Regions from separate parts of the Mus musculus genome. Here region 1 is linked to region 2. The links are chromatin contacts, called in public Hi-C maps. All regions are on one chromosome and are shown on one strand. Each heading gives the region's core, a stretch centred on a gene start, on an enhancer-like site or on the middle of the called end of the contact. The rest is flanking DNA. Distances are from core to core; before and after follow the strand shown. Region 1 overlaps Enox1 (ecto-NOX disulfide-thiol exchanger 1). Region 2 overlaps Enox1 (ecto-NOX disulfide-thiol exchanger 1).

Region 1 (3,226 bases), core at 444-2,943, 250 kb before region 2:
GTCAGTAAGTCACTACGACAAGAAAGAAAGCTCATGTCTTGCCCTGCAAAGACTAGGCCAAATAGATCAGATTTCACCTCACGACTCATAATTACAGTAACTCAACAAGATCCATTATTGACTTCTTATATTTATTAAACAATTCAGCTTATTATTGGGGGCACAAAGACTCAATATTTGGTCCTTATTAGATTCAGAATATTGGGGAGAAGGGAAACATATTGCTCTCAAGACCTCCTCCAGCGCCAGCCTGCCCTGAGTGTGGGAACTGCAGTAAGATTGATATTGCCACGTGTGTTCTCCCTCAGACTTTTATTTTTAAGATATATTTAGAGGCATATCTCATAAAGAAAAACCCTGGGAGCAGGGAGACAGGGAGAGGCACTTCAATAAGCCCTGAAATTAGATGTTGAATCAATACACTGATGGCCTTGTGGGCTCTCCCGGGCCCTGGGGGCGGGGGAAAAAAGATGAGAAATCAAAGGGCAGCCGAAGAGGATGAGGATGGCAGCTCAGGTCCGCCATTGAGGGTTCGCGCATGCTCAGAGCTCAGAGTAGCCTTCCTTTTCCCGTTATTGCTCCAGAGACTTAGGAGACAGAGCACTGGCGGTGACTCTGTGTGTGTGTGTGTGTGTGTGTGTGTGTGTGTGTGTGTGTGTGTGTGTGTTTCATCCACCCCTAGCATTTCTTCAAATCATTTCTTCTTTCTGCCTACACCCAGATAGTAGACTCTCCAAGGAAATAGCACTCAAGCAGACGAGGGATGGTGACAACTTCCTGAACAGTTATTTTTGTTAGAATGGACTTAAAAACAGTTTGCTGGGTCCAGTACTGAGCCTGATACCTGGTTAACTTTTTTGTGATTCATAATGTAAAAGTCAATATTCATTACAGTATTATTAATGTAACACACGTGCCTCTCATAGTCATTTTCAGAGTACACAAAGAGGAAAGAACAAAAATCATTTATAAAGAAAAAAAAACAAATTGTAATCTTTTACAGATACTAAATATTTTCACCCATTTCCCTATAGATCTCCTCATAGCATATAAATTGTGAACATAATGCATATATAAGCATGTATTTGGAGTTGTTCACATATGCCATTTTGTAAGTGTTTTTAATCACTTGGCAACTATTCTGAGAACTTTCTATTGTGCCATTTAAAATCTCTCAGTCATGATTCTTTTCCCAAGTCTGATCTGATATAGCATTAAACAATAGTCTAGTATAGTGTATATAATAATATAATGAGATATTTAAAATTCTTAAAGTAATTCTGGGCAATGGGAATGTATACAACTGCCTTAAGCTATGCAGACTCAAGGCAGCCCAGGTGGAAATCCAGGGTTTTGGGACACAGACACTGGAGACCCAGGAAAGACTCACTGTGGGACTTACAATGTCCTGCTGGATGCACTGTGGTTAACACTCTGCCTTGCAACTGTTGCCTTAGATCTGTTTCTTTCTACTTCTCTGCTAATGTTTGGAGTTTAAATCAAAAAGTTTTCTTCCTCAAAAAACTTCTCAGTAGGTTTGACACATTGCATCCTTAGACGGGGCAGCACAGCTACTGATCATGAGTCTGTTCCAAGTATCAGAACTACTCAGTGATGTACAAGGGAAACATCTCAAAGCTATGGAACACTTCATGTAATAACAATTAATAGGCTGCTTTAAACATCAATTGCCAGGGCTTCGAAGTACAAGATAAGTATGTGATGGCAAGGGGGATTTCTGAAGAAGAGGAAGAAAATAGTCACTTCTTTCAAGTCCCTTTTTCATTAGTAGGTGGTTACCTGGTCAGGATGATGTCTGGTCCGGGTCTAATAACTTGATGCCACCAACTGTACTTAGATGAACAATGGAACCTCAAAGCAGAAGGGGATGAGGGCACTGATACCTGTCAGCACATCCCAGTGCTAAAATGTTAGGAACTGTACGCTCTAATATGGTGTCATATTGATTCCTTTGGCCAATGTCCCACTCTTATTGACAGCCTGGAAGCCACCCTTTTAAGATTTTAGATGGAGAGACACAGAAGAAAATCAATGGATATGAACTTTTCATTAGTAACTGGCCTACACAGCTACAGCTTCTCGGCCACATTCACATTTAATGGGTCTGAACCATGGTCTTGGGAGGGGTGTGCCAGGAATCAGGCCTCAAGAACCTCCAGGTGTTTACTGTGACCAAAGACTCACGGTAGCCTCACCTCCCAATGATTCAGGAGAAGCAGCTCATAAGCCAATGCAGAACATATACTTGCTCTGTATTTTTTGTTTGGTTTGGTTTTTTGTTTGTTTGTTTGTTTGTTTGTTTTTTTGAGACAGGGTTTCTCTGTATAGCCCTGGCTGTCCTGGAACTCACTTTGTAGACCAGGCTGTCCTGGAACTCAGAAATCCACCTGCCTCTGCCTCCCAAGTGCTGGGATTAAAGGCGTGCGCCACCACCGCCCGGCGCTCTGTATTTTTTTATGTCATTAACATATATGAAGGTTTTTAAAAGACCCAAATAATGTAAAATTGAATCTACTGGGATTTACAAACTACAATATACAGTTGTGCTACATAGAAGGACAAAAGAAAATTAGAAATTTTTTCCATAGCACTGTAACAACTGTATTTTCATCCTTAGCCACTTGCCTTCCTTACAGGACTATATTTTGTTTTTGAACAATATATAGTGAACAATAGCTTTGTGTTTAAAAACTGCTAGATGCTCTTAAGGTGAGGGTGGTGAGCTAACGTGCTGACAGCATCTTCTTTGAGCATCTCCTAAAATCCCAGGTGAGCGAGCCCTTGCTGGCACAGCTAAGAACTGGTTCCCATTTCACAATCAGGCTTTTCCACTTACTGCTTACAGAGTAAAGGCTGAGATCAGTGACTAATTTGAGGGAATCTACAAACTCACCAAGACTCTGTCATCTAACCCCTTCCAGAGTTATTCTGATAGTTTTTTCCAGAAGTTGTGAAGACTACCCTTAAACTCCAAAGACATTCTGTGTTAATTTTGCCCAAACTGGAGCTGAAAACATATTTTAACATCCTGTCAGAAGGAGATACTAAGAGTCGATAAAATGACACTCCAGTAGATGTAAATTTAGACTGCTGTTACAAGCCCCTGCCTGGCTCCAGGAGGTGTTAGGTTGCTATAGTATTTTCCATAGCAACTTTGCATCTTATTACATAAATATTCCCTCAGTGTCCTCAGAGCCTGCTAAGG
Region 2 (3,363 bases), core at 17-2,516:
CATTTGTGATTAATTAAGGCTTTTGTTTTTTTAGTTGAACAAATATTTTCAAGCACTTAAATATTAGACAAGCTTGATGATAATTATATGTTTTTAAAAGTGCCCAGAAGTCTCAGAAAAGCCTGACAATCTTAAGAAAGGCAAATACACATCAAAAGTTAACTATCTAAAGATCTGGCTTGTGGTATAAAGGGTGACCAACAGAAGGGCCACCGATGTTTATGTGTCAACAGAGGGGGACATGGTTGATTTACAAAAGACTTCTCTATTATAATCTAGGATGTCTGGGAAGGACTCACAGGAAGGAGGTGGTTAGAGAACTGGCTGGTTGTGATTTGAGGAGATAAGGGGAGACAGGGACATATACTTCAATCAGAACAAGAAGCTCGTGGAAGCACATAGCCCAAATGAGAGAGAATTGACGACACAGATGATGGGTGGCTCTTCCCCCAACATCCAGGACAGTGGCGGAACCTTCTGAGCCTCAAGCCTCAAACTTCTTTCTCAGGATGGAAGCAGCATGCACAGTCCTGTGAATGCTATTCCAGCCCTGTGTCCCTGAACAGGCAGTGTAGTCAAATGAGACTTCACTTGTGACCAAGAGAAGATTCGGGGTTGGAGTGGGGGGGGTGCTCGCCTAAATGACTCTTCGACTCACAGGACGTCTGCTTATCATAGGAAGTGGCCTTCAGAAGAGCAAGAAGCAAGTCACCCCTTTAGGGAAGGGAATGCAGCAGGATGGGTATTTTGAGAAAAGAACTCCCTAGCAAGAGCAGGAATGACTGACGATGTAGACAAGGTCTCTTGCGTGGGAGGAGACGCGGCGGAAAAGAAGGGGTCATTGCTCCTTTTCAGGTGCAGCACCCAGCCTGCCTCATCCATCACTGGGAATGGCCGATTCCCAAGTCACTTCACAGCCAAGCACCTGCTGCCTTTGGCAGCCTTAAGGACAAGGCTCAAATCGGAAGTCTTGTTTTGTGGCTAGAGGTTCGGGAAGTCAAGAATGGCGAGAAGAATCAGTCCATGGCTGCTGGATCTAAACTAGTCAGCACTGGCATTCATCGACACTTTCTCTCTCTCCCGAATTATAAAGTTCAGGACAATTGAAGTCAGGTAGCCTACTGCAATATATCACGAGAATTAAGCTGGAAGTGGTGGGAGGAGACATCCCGCCCCCGTGAGAACTACATACGTGCCATGCTGCTTGGATGGCTGTGCTTGTGGTCCGTTCTGGGTGCTGGAAAACCAGCCTGGAGCTGAACGGCCCAGAGGACCACTCAAAGAGCCTACATAGTATCTTTTGCCAGGTGATCAGCTCAGTATGAATTTTGCTCGGTCATCTTCCTCTGCAAGTGACTTTCTGAAAACTGTGAGACTTTCAGCACAAAGACCACCGACCAAAATACTGATGACGCTGTTTGAACCAGCAAGGAGAAGTCCTCAGTCTCAACTATTCCTCTGGGTGTCCTTGTTCGAGCAGCAGTTAATTTGAAAACGATTAGCAGGCTGCTCGCTTCCTTGAGGCATGGCAAAGCTGGACCAGCGTCTCAGCCCTGTGCTCGGAGGGAGCCAGGATGTTTCTGGAATGGATCAAGGTTTGTGCTGGTGTCAGGGACAGCTCACTGCTTTCCTGCCAGACCACGATGAATCAGCCACCCACTTGCCCTAGCTGCTTCTGCAGACTTTCCTCGACTTATTGTTGCCTCTGTGACAGGAAGGCACTTCTAACTTTTCATCTGACATGAGCGGGACCATTCATTATATTTTCTCCACACCCACATTTATATGAGCGTTAAATTAATGATGGTAGCATAATTTAGATAGGAAGTCAAACAAAAGATATAGTGATTAATGAGAGATATATTTTTTATATGGAAGCTCCTATTTTTGACTTAAACTAGCAGACTTCTTTTTCAGTAGCCAGCCAATGGGGTCTTTAGGACTGACATTTCTTTTGATAAAAGTTTTTTTTCCTTTTTTTTTTTTTTTTAAAAAACCACTTATATTCTCTCCACAACAGGAGAAAGTTCTTCTTTCTTTCACCCCTCTGACTTATGCCCTTATCTCTGTAAACCACTTGGCTTCTATAACCAAAAGGATGCCACGTGTGGGGTAAAAATCTGATACCAGGGGCTTTGCCAGCACATTGCACTTCCCTCTCAGCTAAGTTTGGAACTCACATCTAGTGTGCTGGCCAGCGCCTGCAGAAACAGCTGGGCCAGAACAAGGGCACAGTCAATGGCTCTCAATGAGACATGGCCTCTGGCCTGCTGACCCCTCCAACATGCAAAGGACATGGGTCACAAAATACCCCCTCCAAACACAAGCACCCTTATTTAAGTCCCCCCACCCCAACCCCTATCCTGCCCCAATGCCACACACACTTTGATTTTTCAGTGCTAGGCCTCTTCTGGTAGGGTTTTGTTTTGTTTTTGTTTTTTAACTTTGGCTCTTTACAAACAGGGCTGGAACCCAGTGTTCTCCACATGGCTTCACTTTATGCAGGGCAGGGATAACAATATGCAGTCCGCAGGCCAACCGAACTCAGTGGATGGATCTCATGGAAATGAGTACTTACTTAAACCTGCTGCTGCTTGGGGGAGGGGTGTGTGTGAATTACCCCAATTCCAAGTAACTAACCATGAACAACAAACACAGCATGGGTCCTAACTGCAGAGAGCATATGGGTTGGCACCACAGCCTCACATGAGTTGGCAGGAGGAGAACCATAGAAAAGGAGCCACACCTACCTACCCTACCCACCCTACCTACCCTACCTACCCTACCTACCCGAGCAGAGCAGCATGGGAGGGAGAAGCATCCTGTGTGGACAAGCCTAGCAAAATGCAGGTTGGATGCAGGTTTTAATCCAGAAGTTTGATCTCTAATATAAATCATAACATCCTATGAATAGGACCGGGATAATTGTGAACTAGCTTTTGAGAAACACAAAATTTCTACAGCAAGAGTGTCAAGCATGCCCAAGGGCTTTTCTTAGGAGTACTACACGGCAGAACCAGAAAATTTCAATTAATTAAAAAAAGAATTAAAACCTGCCAAGAAATTCCAGCTTCATTCTCACCAGCTCCACCTTCCAAATAATCGACATGAAGGATATTATGTTCAGCCACGTACATGCAAGCGTGCAGGTTCAGTCATGTGCATACAAACATACAAAAATGTATTCTTGGGAGTGTGCCTATCTGCTGGTATCTGTTTGAGCTCTGTGGAAGCATCTGTTACTCCGTTTAAATGTGCGTATACTACATAGAAGAGGCCTGCACCATTGCTCTTTATGGCTGGCACAGACCAGCTTGCTTTGCTTGGCTGTTGGGTTTAAATATGAAACGTCTCCCACAGACT

Evidence for each region. A called contact is a pair of places that touch in the nucleus more often than the background predicts.
Region 1: a contact with region 2 is called in a Hi-C map of the N1E-115 cell line, with 3 times the contacts expected there. The contact joins two enhancer-like sites. A contact is called at or near these places in 1 of 484 Hi-C or Micro-C datasets (the N1E-115 cell line), 1 of 115 datasets of contacts at active chromatin or transcription factors (fibro-adipogenic progenitors) and 2 of 9 other capture datasets (adipose tissue and embryonic stem cells).

What each region holds. Positions count from the first base shown.
Region 1 is chr14:77,621,983-77,625,208 of GRCm38.p6, reverse strand. The region is part of intron 13 of Enox1 (ecto-NOX disulfide-thiol exchanger 1); the gene reads right to left. Among named protein-coding and RNA genes, the nearest start is that of Gm52115, 27 kb to the right of the region's middle. Within about 2 kb of position 1,693, at least 8 of the 459 cell types and tissues checked have an H3K27ac peak or open chromatin away from gene starts, as enhancers often do. A contact at or near this core is called in the N1E-115 cell line, where this site is marked.
Region 2 is chr14:77,374,069-77,377,431 of GRCm38.p6, reverse strand. All of the region lies in intron 3 of Enox1 (ecto-NOX disulfide-thiol exchanger 1), which reads right to left. Among named protein-coding and RNA genes, the nearest start is that of Gm41217, 4.7 kb to the right of the region's middle. Within about 2 kb of position 1,266, at least 29 of the 459 cell types and tissues checked have an H3K27ac peak or open chromatin away from gene starts, as enhancers often do. A contact at or near this core is called in the N1E-115 cell line, where this site is marked.